Regions from separate parts of the Sus scrofa genome. Here regions 2 and 3 are each linked to region 1. A link is a contact called in public Hi-C and HiChIP or PLAC-seq data. All regions are on one chromosome and are shown on one strand. The core of a region is the stretch at or near the end of the contact, and the rest is flanking DNA. Distances in the headings are between cores, read along the strand shown. Region 1 holds the start of ABCA1 (ATP-binding cassette, sub-family A (ABC1), member 1). Region 2 overlaps ABCA1 (ATP-binding cassette, sub-family A (ABC1), member 1). Region 3 overlaps LOC106509228 (a long non-coding RNA gene).

Region 1 (3,839 bases), core at 407-2,906:
ATCTGGATATGGCATGGGAAAATTTTAATAGGCCATGGCTGATACCTAAAAATGACCTCGTTAGTCAGCTACCAACACCTTCTTTGTTTATAGTCATTCTTCCCAGGAGCTCAGCTGAACAAAATTCACTTTCAGAAAACCCTTGTGAGGCAGGGAAATAAATATATATTCTATTTTATAGGTGAAGAAATGGGGGCCGAAAGTTGTGGATCAGGTGGTACAGTCAATTTGACCCCAAACCCAGTCTTTTGGCTAGGACTGTCCTTTGACCTAGACAAGAGGGACTCCTCTTCTGGGCTCTGGGCCTCAAAAGGCTTGGCTCTGGCCAGCCTCGCACCTCATCCTTTCCTAAGGGTGGGCAGTCCACAGGACCCAGGGGCCATGCCACCAGAGTTATGAATAGGTGGGACCCTAGAATTCCATACCCTAAGGCCTCTAAGTATGTTTCCAGAGTCTGCCAGGGCCTTCCCAAAGGATCCGTCCTGAGTGTTAACAAAACCACTGACATGTGTACCTGGGTTCAAATCATGGCCTTGATTGAGTGTGGAGGGGCTTGTGCAGCTTGGGGTCCACATACATAGCTGGAGGTTATTCTGGAATATGATGGAGCTGGGGCAGGAAGAGAAAGGGGTCTGATGGTCAGCTCTTCCACTCCACCATTTTTTGCCAAACCCAAGTTACAGCCTGAGGAATCCATACTTCCAGGTTGCTCCAAAGGTATCTTTGTCAAGGTAGAAGATATTTTTACAGTTTGTTGGCTTGTTTTATGAGTTAAATAATTAAAGTATATGGCCCTCCATTTGTACACTTGCTTCTGTTCCTCCAATGTATGGGCCGTCTTGCTCCTGTCAAAGCCAATGCCAGAAGAAGTTGGTGAACTGGAATGGTTATGTAATTTTACAAGACTGTGATTCTCCAGCTGCACTTTGAGAATTTGTAGAAACCAAAATACAAGCCATATGTATTCATCTGTCACTGAGCCGCTGACCAATATGATGAAAATTAAAAGGGAGTTGGTCCACATTCTTTGTTTTTGTTTGTTTTTGTGGCCTCCCTCCTCCTCCCAGTTTGCAAAGAAAAGGAGCAAGACCACTTTTCAGGGGTCCTCCCTGGGAATCCTAAAAGTAATACTGAATTGAATTCCAAAGCCAGGGTTGGTGGTGGAAAACACACCCAGCCAATCGTCCAGGGGACCGCTTTGTCCCACATCCTGGGCATTTGAAAGGAGAAGACTAAAGGGTTAGCATCTTGAGGGGTTTGGGCCTAGAGTTCTGTTCCCCTCCCCACCTCCCCCAGGTCCTTCAGACTGAAAAAGTTAACAAAGGAACAAAAACTGCTGAAAGCACGAGATTAGAGGAAGCGATTTCTACTAGTGCTTCTGGCTGCCCTGAACGTGCAGGAGAGTCTCTAGCGGGCGCAGCCCCCTTCCCCGATTTTCCCTCTGGTCCTGGGCAGACGAGCCCAGCAGGGGCGAGAGGTTCAGACCCATGCCGGGGCAAGGCGGGCTGCACCACCACCTGCGCCCTCCGCCCCCAGTGGGCGTGAGAGGCGGTTGTCGCCCATTTAAGGGGCGGGGCGCAGCTCCACGTGCTTTCTACTGAGTGACTGAACTACATAAACAGAGGCCGGGAAAACGGGCGGGGAAGGAGGGAGAGAACAGGCTTTGACCGATAGTAACCCCTGTGCTCAGCGCCGCCGAATCTATAAAAGGAACTAGTCGCGGCAAAACCCGGGTAATTCCGAGGAAGAGTGAGTGCAGCCGGGGCCTTGAGGACACCTCTCTCCCCTGGCGAAGGTGGGCTGGACAGGGGTCTCCGCGCTACCAGCGCCGCCACAGCCAATTTCTCCAGGCACTTTGCTCCTCTTCCCACACTTCTCGGGAAGGATTTTTCAAGGGGCAGGGGCAAGAGACGCAAACACAAAAGTGGAAAACAGGTAAGACGCTCTTCAGCAACTCGGGCGTTACTGTTTTGTTTCGGGGCCGAGGGGAATTTGCGAAGCTCTGGGTTTCGGAGACTTTAGTCCGAACCCCCACATTCCCACCTCCTGCAGGGCAAATGGGGCGGGGGCAGCGTAAGTGGGGGAAGGCGTCCTAGGATGAGCTGTGGCGACCCCAAGACACGGCGCCGCTACGCTCAGAACTCGCCGGGCGGTGGAGCGGAAGGAGCATCTCTGAGCGCGGAGACCAGGGCGCAGTACTTAAGGGGCAGTGGAATCGGGGGCTTCCGGTGTTGCTGGGGGTGCTGCGCTCGGAGTCGGGAGAGTGGCAGGTCTGGCACCGAGCTCTTCCCTTTGTTCGGAAGCGCCTGAGCCGGCTGGAAACCTCTTCTGCTGCTGGTCGGACGGCGCACATCAGGACAATTGTCCGCCCTTAGTTCTTAAGGAGCTGGTCTGAGTTGGGCTTTGACCTGGGAGTCGGTCCCGTGCACCCCGAGACTGGAGCTGAGCTTTCTTTGCCCGCAAGAACGCGTCTGGGAGGTGTCCCAAACCGGGTTCGTAGCGCTATTGTTCCTTTGAGGCTTCGGGGGCTTTGTTTAACCTGGGGGTCTGCCAACGGTCTCTGCACGCTCTCTGGAGCTGGAATCCCTGGCGCAGCCGGAGACGAGTTTCGTTTCTTTTAAAAACCTTAGGCTTAAGAGAGGAGGGCCTGTGGAAACCGGGAGCTGAGGTGTCCATTCCCCTGCCCACCCCCCCATCTTCCTGCCCTTTGCTGCTTGTCTGCTGGGGGGCAGCTTCAGACTGGGCAAGGATGGGGAAGCTGGGGCGAGATGGTGAAGCAGAATGACCGAGAGTAACCCCGGAGGGCGGTGCAGAACTCGGAGCGTGGCGGCCGGCTGGGCTTCGCGGTGGGGGCAGGGAGGGCTGGGCGCCGGCTGCCAGTGGCCATGGGGGGACTGACCCACAGCGCCTCCTGGCCGAGTCGCCTGGGAATGGGCCGGTTGGCTGGAGTGGAGCCGGGCTCTAGGAGGCATTGTCGGGCTCCGACTGAGATCCGGTAAAGGCTGATGGTTGCAGACTGGGAGGAAACCTGGGGGATGAGGCGAAAGCTCATCTGGTTGTTTTCTTAGAATGGTTTCCTACTCCCTGAGTGTTGCTAAACCAAAGGTTCTAGGGGCGTGGGTCAGTGCCAGGGTTGTGTGTAGGTGCCTTTTTTTCAGTACTTATCAGAAAGAAGAGAGTAAACAAAATAAAAAACAATAGAGACAGAGAAGGAGAAAGAAAAAGGGAGAGACTGCGAAAGAGAAATAAGGAAAAAGAAAGAAAAGTGACGCTAGAAATAATGGGCCCTTGTCTTTTGCAACATCGGTACCATTAGCTTTTAAAAACAGACTTTTTAGTGACACTTAGAGTGAGTGAGTGGTATATATACATTCATATAATAGAAGACAAAATTGATAAAAAAAAAATTCCTTGGTGATGAAAATCAGTAAGTCACTTTCTAAGCCTAATCCCCACCTCCCCACAAACACCTCACCAAATCTTCCAGGTTCAAAAACAGAGTTTTACTGGTTCTTTTAACAGTAGTTTGGGACTCAATTTTAAGTTTTGATCTTCTTTTCAGACAAAACTTAAATCCTAATTTTAAAAAAGTACTTAATTTCTCATCTCCCCTTTAATTTTGGCCCAATTTCCTCATGCCTACCGCAAAATTAGTGGCCACTGTTTGTTGTTCATATCTTTCTCTTGAGGCACTTCTCCCACCGCTCCCAAAGAAAGTATGAAAGCATAGGGAAGCTTCCAGAGTAGACTCTCTTCTGATAATATAATAATTTTCAAGTACAAAGTTTCCATTGTCAGCCTGTAAAATGTTTAATTAATAACTGATAGAATTTGGGGAA
Region 2 (3,839 bases), core at 889-3,388, 52 kb after region 1:
TCTCATTTTCAAAGACCAGCTCATGAGCAAGAGTTGAATGCCTCAAACTCTCTTCTTTCCTCCCAGCTCTTTTTCTGTCTGTGCTTTCTGTCTGATTTGGTCTTTTCTGTTTCTAGACTCTCTTTCCCCCTATTTTGATCTCATCTTCTCTCTTGAAGTCCTTGCCTTTTCTGGACATCCTTCCTCACCTTCCACCTCTCTGGCCTTCACAAAGGGTTCTCCGTGCAGAGTTCTCCCAGGAGTTTTCTTGCTTTGTCTAATATTGGCTCTTGACTCTTTCTCTCTTTTTCTTTAGATCCAGAACTCACTGTGACTAGTGCTACCTCCTCAGTGTTCCCTTTCTTTTCCCTTTGGGCTTCCCAAGCCAGCTGGACTGTGCCACCACCTCCACTGCATTAGCAGAGGTCCTGGCCAGTATGAACAGGTCACCCTCTCCCTCTGGGGCACAGTCTCCATTCGTGCTTTGAGGACCTGGTTACCATTCAGCTTCTTATTAGCTGATGTCAGTCCTGGTTCCAGGGGCTCCTGACAACCTCTCCCACTTTGCCCACCTCTCAGTAAGACACAGGTATACTGTTGCCTTCGTAGATGGATCTGGGAAAGACATGTCATGTCTCTCTCCATCCCTCCATTTCAGTGTTGACAGATTCTACAGTGGCAGAGAAGGCTGGAGACTCCCAGTTCTGCTCACCTGACCCTCTGTCCATCTCTTGGAAGGCAAGGGCAGGGATTCTGTTTTTATACAGCATCTTTTATTACAGGCTCCTGCCTTCAAGGAGCTCCAAGAACTATTGCCACTTGAAATCATAGTTCTGGTATTTTGCTTCAGCAGCCATTTAGAAGTTTGTTGAACTAATGCAAGTTCCATTCCATGTAGAATAAAGAATATGTGGTTCCTAAAGTTGTGATGCTCCCGTTGGTCTCAGGAGAAGTATCTGGCTTCCCTGGGACTTGCCACAAAGGGTTCAGGAAGCAGAAGCCTACATATTCTGGTTTCTCTGTGGAACCCTTCACGTAAGTGTCATCCAAGACTTTATCAACAATTATTTTGAGCTTGTTTGATTTCTAAGCTTATATTTTTTCTTACAATATGTGTGAGTCAGTAAGACATTTAGTGTCTTTAGTATTTACTTAAGCCACCCTCTCCCCCGGTATGATCAGCCTTTGTTTAGAGAAAAATACAGGATCAGAGAGCCCAAGTGACTTCTTCAAGGCCCCATAACTGAAAACTTCTAGAACTGAGATAGGAACCATGTTAGCCAGACTCTAGATCTTTCAGGGGTGTCTTGGGATCCCTCAGCAAACCTCCACTGTTCCTCGGTTGGGATGCTGGGGCCCAGATGAACAGCAGGGAGAGGTGCTGACCGCAGGCTCCCAGCCTCCTCCCACCTGCTCTGAGGAGTCACCTCAGGGAGCAGCCAGGTCACTCTGCCTAACTCCCTTCTCTAGAGCCCTGACGTTCCCACAGAGGCCCTGGTTTTCCCTGAGGGCTGCACCCCTCTCAGAGAAGCAGGCAGGAGCTACTCTTGAAGAAAGTGGAGCCCTAACATCAGGAAAACAAACCAAAACAACAACAGCAACAAACACCCAGAAGAAGCTGAGCATGTTTGTTCCCAGCCCTCTTCTGGCAGAGAAATGTTTTGAGGTCTTCTTGTTTATAAGGCTTGGCTTAGGCTGAGTAAAGCCAGGAGTGAGATCTGGCTGAGACCCCTCGAGGCCACTGCCGGTGTGATGGGTCAGGGCTGGGAGACCCCCTGGGTGTCCTTTTAAGAAGAGTATCTGGGCCTTAGATGCTGACATGATCTCTTTCTCTGCTTCTCCTTTTTCTTCCTTTGCCTCCTCCATCTACTTCTCAAGCAGCTGATCGCTGTGGTTTCTTTTTATGTTGAACAAAAGAGACTACAGCGATCTTGAAACTGAGCTGGGGACTGGAGGGCATTGACCGAGAGTAACCCCGCCGCCGCAGCCAGCTCAGCTGAGGGTTTCCCTCCTCCGCTTTCCTGGGAGGCTGCCCTCCCTGCCGCCCCCCCCCCCCGTCCCTCCCCCCTTCTCCTCCATTGCACTCAGGGCAGGCTGGGGAAGAAGCAGGAGGAACACTCTGGGGATGAAAGCATCCCCCTGGTGCAAGAGTCCTGCCCTCCCACCCCTCTCTGCCTCCCACAGAAGAATTTCCTTAGCCTGTGCTGAGAGCCTGCCCAGAGGACTGGCAAGAGACTGAGAATTCTGTCCTGTTTGTCCTCAGCCCACAAACACACATTTCACTTTTTTTGTTCTTTAGACTCTAAGCTCTTGAATCGGTTTTTTGTTTTTTTGTTTTTTTCTCCTTTTCTTTGCCCCACTCTCCTGCACCCAAAGTAAAATTCTCTGGAAAAGGACATGCACCATGGGCTCCTCAAGGCAAAACTAAGGAGGCTGAGTTCAGGGGATCAAGTATTTTGGTCCATATCGGAGAGATGGCAGCAGGGAGGTTCTCGGGGCCTTTTGCTGGATGGGGACTTTCTGTCTTGTCTGCAGGGCAGCAGGGACGCAACGTTTTATTTAGTGACTGGTCCAGCAACTGGATGACCGTGTTCTCTGACAGCAGGTACATCCTCTCAGTGACCCGTGGAAGCTCATGAGACTCTTGCCTCCAAAAGGGTACTTGTACTTTCTTGATCTGGGTTTGCACAACAACCTGTGCCTGTTATTATTACCCCATCTTACGTCTAAGGAAACTGAGGAGGCCAGAGAGAGTCAGAAAAGGGGAAGAGTGAGGTTAATGGTTACACGGTTAGGAAACAGCAGAGCTGGGACCTGAATTCAGATCTTCTGATGCCTGTTGAGTGCTGACTTAGTACCTTTCAGTACCAACAATAAGAAGACCTCTGAAATCATCGTCTACAACCCACCCACCCATTACAGATAAGGTCATGTGGGCAAGAGTAAATGGCCAAGGACTGGTTGTCTTTTCCATTAAGTGTTCTCTATCTTGCCTCCAGCCATTGGTTGCTCTTACTTGTCATCTTCCTCCTGTGTCCGTCCTTGCAGTGATCCTATAGAGGTGATCATTCCGTTGATTCTCTAAAGTTCTGAATAGACAAATCAGTCACATTCAACCTTTTCTTCCCCTAATAGACAGTATCAGCAGAAAAAATTAATCCTTTTTTCTGATGCAGGAACTCAGCCAGGCAAATACACAACACACATGCGCACGCGTGCATGTGCACATACACATATATCTTAGATCAAAAATTCAGCATCGACTTAGTTGGCACAGTTGCTCCTCTGTTCTTATCTATTCTGAAAGCATATGCTTTGGGGTCAGACTAGCAATGAAGCCACTGAGGTGTCTTTTCTGAAAGTGATGATGGTGTTAGTTTATCCTTTATGGAGACCTTTTCTTGGTTCCAGGCTTCCTACTGGGACCTCATTTAACCTCCAGCTCAGCCCTGTGAGGTAGATGCTCTTGTCATCCCCACTTGTCTTGTTATGGACATGTCCCCACGCCCTGCCTCCAGCTCCCACTCTCCTGACTGTCTTCCTGACCTGGGCTGATGCACCTGTGGGGTGGGGGGAACTTCCGGAGACCTGAGCGCTCTCTTGACGGGTTTGTTTCACACGCATGTCCTGTTTTGTCCCACAGCAGATCACTACAGCTCATGACTTGATTTGCTCCCTTGTGTTCCTCCATTCCTTCCCCACCCACCTCCGCTGTGCGAGGCACTGCCACACCTTGGAGTTCCAAAGTCCCGACCCTCAGGCACTGGTGTTCTTCTGGGGAGAAAGATGTGGTTTCAGAGAACTGCAGCTCAGGGGAAGTGCACATAGGAGGCTATTAGGGCATGGAGGGTGGCCACCTG
Region 3 (3,839 bases), core at 819-3,318, 49 kb before region 1:
AGGTTGCACTAGTCCAGGGATGCTGCTATTGTTCCACTTTGTATGTGGGGACACTGAGGTTCTGGGGGCTTTCAAACCCACTGAGACCATACAGCAAATTATAGGAGCAGCTGAAACCTGCCCTCTGTCTCCTACCATGTGCTTCTAATTCAGAGCCACTCAAGCCACAGAAGAAATGATCTCACACTGTAGCAGTACTTGTTAATCTTTTAAAAATCATAGTCCTTGAGGAATCTGATAAAAGCAAAAACACATGATCCCTCAGGAAAATACACACACACTCAAAACTTACCTAAAACTCCAGGATGAGAACTCCTGTAAACAAACAAACACTTTCCCCAAATTTCAACAATGATTACATGGCATGATTGTCTTCCTCATCCTCTAGACTTGCATCCAAAGTGACTTCTGGCTGTTCCCAAATATCAAATCCCTGAAGGAACGATATGTTCCAGTGCTGAGGAGATCCAAAAGAATGTGCTGTAAACTCAAAAGGCATTTCCACAAAGGGCATTCCAAAGATGTTTAAAGAAAGGCAGGGTCCCTGGAAAGCACAGCTTCTCCAGATGACCACCTAGAAGAGGGTAACATCTGTGTTCCTGTCCTGGTTGGCTCTTAAACAATCAGTCCCTTTCTCTCTCAAGCAAAGCTCATAGAGAAGCTTTGGTGTGAATACCTCCTATCTGCTAAACCGATGAGGGGTAATTCCAAAGTTTAGCAGATACTGCCTCCTCCATACAGGCTTCAGGGACCTCTCCATGTGCTTCTTCCTTCCGGTCCCAAAGCTCTGTATGTATCTGCATCTCTATCTCATCTCTACCTCTACCAACACACTTTTTTTTGAGTACAGACATGAAAGGCAGACCCTGGGTTCATGCATGCCATCATGGGACATTTACTGAGAGACCGCCATGTATTAGCACTGCAGATACCACGGTGTGGACAAAGCAGCACTGCAGACTTTCATGATAGGCAGACAAACAAGATGCAGCATGCCTAATGCTATCCTCTGGGAAATACAGGGTGCTTTACAGTCCAACGGGTCATGGAGAAGGGCACCTTTTAAGCTAAAATGTGATATACATCTTTCCAGGGCCCAGCACAAAGCATGTGTTCAATCTTAAACACAGTAAAATCCTCCATGTTTGCCGGAGGGCTCACTCACTGAGGGCATCTGCTCACTAATTTAAGAGTGGCTATGGTGAACCAGAGCCTGACCATTCGGAAAGCCAGCTTGCATCAGGTTCAGCTGTTTACCTCCTTTAGCTGTTTCTGAGACTCTGTGAATTGGTGGAAAAAGCATTGGATTTAAAACTCTTGGAAGCTGTGGTTCTGAGGCTTTGTCAACACTACACTCGTGAGTTCTTGGGTCACTCATTGTCTTTTCATATATTGATGCCACCTTCTATAGTAAAGGAAGATATGAAAGCCGTTTTCAACCTAAGCAGGTCATCTTCTATGTATCCGTCTACCTAATCTATCGCCTAACTGGTTCCAGCTTTGCAGAAGGACAGGGTGACCGTAAATTTCAGAGAATGTACTAGCGCATTGCTTTGTGGGGCCTCTGCCTGCAGCCTTTTGCTGCCTCACATGACCTGGACTTCGCAGGGAGGGGGCAGTTTGAATTCCAGGAGGGCTAAAAGGCCTTGGCTGAGAAGCTCTATCAGATTTCACAACACAGCAGAGAAAGGCTTCCCAAGGAGAGGGCGGGGGTGTGTGGGGGTAAGGATTCTGCAAATTGCATAAGGGTGGGAAGTGGGAGAGTCCCGAAAGGCAAGATGAAGTAGGGCGAGAGGGAAATTGGACAGCTTCCCCCATCTCCTGGCTAACAACCACGACCCGCAAACTGGCCTAATACCCTACCTCTGTCCCTGTTCCCCTCGAAGTGAAGATAGAGCAGGGACGGCCACCCCTGCATGCGCGCCGCTGCCGCCACTTTCTAGACACTCAGCGCGCATGTCTTCTCCTTTTATCTCCGGTTGCGCCTTGGGCTCACTCCACAGCACCATCAGAGTCCATAGACGGCCGGGGTACAATCAGGGTAGGAAGAAAGGAGTCCAGAAACGCTTGGGCCTGGAACTACAATTCCCAGCAGATATCGCGCTAGCCACGCCTGCCTGTGGGCGGGCCCAAAGGGGCCCTTGTGGCTTAAAGCGGCGAGATCCCGTCGCTTGGCTTCCTCTCTGTGAACTCGGGCTTGCTACCCCAAACTGGGCCTGGGGAAGTGGGAGGGAGCATTGAGGTCAATGTTTTTGCTTCTTCGTAACTGAGCTAGCAAACAGGGCACAGCACGTAAACTATAGTCGAGCGCGTTTTAGAGGCTTCTCTTAGGTTCAGCAGCTTATTGCTCCTACTTGAACAAACTGTGAATTGTCTATTTAGCAAATGAAAACTTTAAAAATCGCTTGTGTGTTAAATTTCTGTAAGGTGAATTATTTTCCCTACCATGTAGGAACAACCTTTTTTTCTTTTCTAGTTTGCAGGTGGCAGTGGCCGAGGTTTAGTCTCACACAACACAACAAATGAGAAAGGAGTCTTTAAAAAGAGAAGAAATCTTACAGTAAATCATTCTTTGTTGATTTGGTAAATGTTCTACTTTAATATTCTAAGTTTTAACTTTTGTAATGAAGGGTCTTTAAAATGTGGCATACTTGAAATTCTGTTTTAAGGTGTAGATTTTAAAATCTACTTTTAATTGTAAAGTAATCTTTTAATAGAATGTAGAAGTGTGAGGTTTAAAACTGCTACTCTTTGCTTCTTGCTATAGGGAAGTGATGATTGTGATATGACATGAAGAATAGCTACCAGAATAGTGCTGGTGGGGACCTAGATCCTCATGGCTATACTGGGTATTGTGAACAAAGTAGTTTCTTGTGTTAAGAACTGACTTAAGAGTTTACTAGGTTAAGGCACTAAAATTTAAGAACTTCTCTTTTATTTTTCTACCTCAAATCCTAACCCTAATTTCTCATAGCCACTAATAAGCCACCTCCAGATGCCAACAATGAACTTTTGTTTTTGCAAACAAATACGTTTTAAAGACCTCAAAGGGAATCAATTCAGAACTTGAATGCAGAATAGTTTTAGTGGGTTTTTTTGGGGGGGGGCAGAATGTCTCGACGTTAGTCTGCTGGGATTTATGACTATGTATGCATTTAGACTGTTTAGTGTGGCATTTGCAGATAATACGAAATTGGCTAACTTTGCCAAAAATTAACAATTCATATAATTTTTTATTTGTTCTTTGTGTGTGGGAGCTCAGCAATAGGCATACTGAAAGCTGCAAATAATAGTTGATGTACAGTCATTTTTTGAGATGAGTAGAGAGTAGCTATTGTACTCTAAACAAATCCCCCACACAGACACATTAAATGGGGGAGAAAGCAATACTTGTGATATTTAGTGATATTTAAAATTTCTCCTAATTCTCAAATGTTCTCTTTATAGTCTTGAACAGAAAATGTTTTCTGGCTATCAGTTCTTCTGCTAAAAATTCAGTTTATCAAGAGTAAGCAGAGTAAGACAAGAAAGCAAAAGATATAAGACCAATGTTATTGTGTACAAGAAAATTTCAAGAGGCCTTACAAAATATTAACACTTTTGAGAGGGCAGCTGGAAATAAGGGCAATATACAGCAGTCAAATTTATTCCCATTATCAATAACAAAGGACAAGTATCTGTTCGACAAAAGATACCATTTAGAAATTCCCCTGGTGGCTTAGTGGGTTAAAAACCCAACTAGTATCCACGGTTCAATCCCTGGCTTCACTCAGTGGGTTAAGAATCCAGCATTTTTACGAGCTGTGGCATAGGTTGCAGATGTGGCTCAGATCTGGCTG

Evidence for each region. A called contact is a pair of places that touch in the nucleus more often than the background predicts. HiChIP or PLAC-seq counts read pairs in DNA pulled down with a chosen protein or histone mark.
Region 2: a contact with region 1 is called in an H3K27ac HiChIP or PLAC-seq map of alveolar macrophages. The contact joins the enhancer-like site here to the promoter of ABCA1 in region 1. A contact is called at or near these places in 1 of 5 promoter capture datasets (liver), 20 of 47 Hi-C or Micro-C datasets (adipocytes, adipose tissue, alveolar macrophages and 10 more) and 2 of 2 datasets of contacts at active chromatin or transcription factors (alveolar macrophages and skeletal muscle).
Region 3: a Hi-C map of embryonic fibroblasts shows a contact between it and region 1, with 1.8 times the contacts expected there. The contact joins the enhancer-like site here to the promoter of ABCA1 in region 1. A contact is called at or near these places in 1 of 5 promoter capture datasets (liver), 12 of 47 Hi-C or Micro-C datasets (alveolar macrophages, embryonic fibroblasts, epiblast stem cells and 5 more) and 2 of 2 datasets of contacts at active chromatin or transcription factors (alveolar macrophages and skeletal muscle).

The regions. Positions count from the first base shown.
Region 1 is chr1:246,276,309-246,280,147 of Sscrofa11.1, reverse strand. It overlaps ABCA1 (ATP-binding cassette, sub-family A (ABC1), member 1), which reads left to right and starts at 1,656. Exons shown (of 51, transcript NM_001317080.1): 1 at 1,656-1,935.
Region 2 is chr1:246,224,875-246,228,713 of Sscrofa11.1, reverse strand. All of the region lies in intron 5 of ABCA1 (ATP-binding cassette, sub-family A (ABC1), member 1), which reads left to right. Among named protein-coding and RNA genes, the nearest start is that of ABCA1, 52 kb to the left of the region's middle. Within about 2 kb of position 2,138, at least 51 of the 83 cell types and tissues checked have an H3K27ac peak or open chromatin away from gene starts, as enhancers often do. A contact at or near this core is called in adipose tissue, alveolar macrophages, brain and 5 more, where this site is marked.
Region 3 is chr1:246,325,805-246,329,643 of Sscrofa11.1, reverse strand. LOC106509228 (a long non-coding RNA gene) reads left to right here. Exons shown (of 4, transcript XR_002337119.1): 2 at 2,477-2,583. Among named protein-coding and RNA genes, the nearest start is that of ABCA1, 49 kb to the right of the region's middle. Within about 2 kb of position 2,068, at least 48 of the 83 cell types and tissues checked have an H3K27ac peak or open chromatin away from gene starts, as enhancers often do. A contact at or near this core is called in alveolar macrophages, embryonic fibroblasts, liver and 2 more, where this site is marked.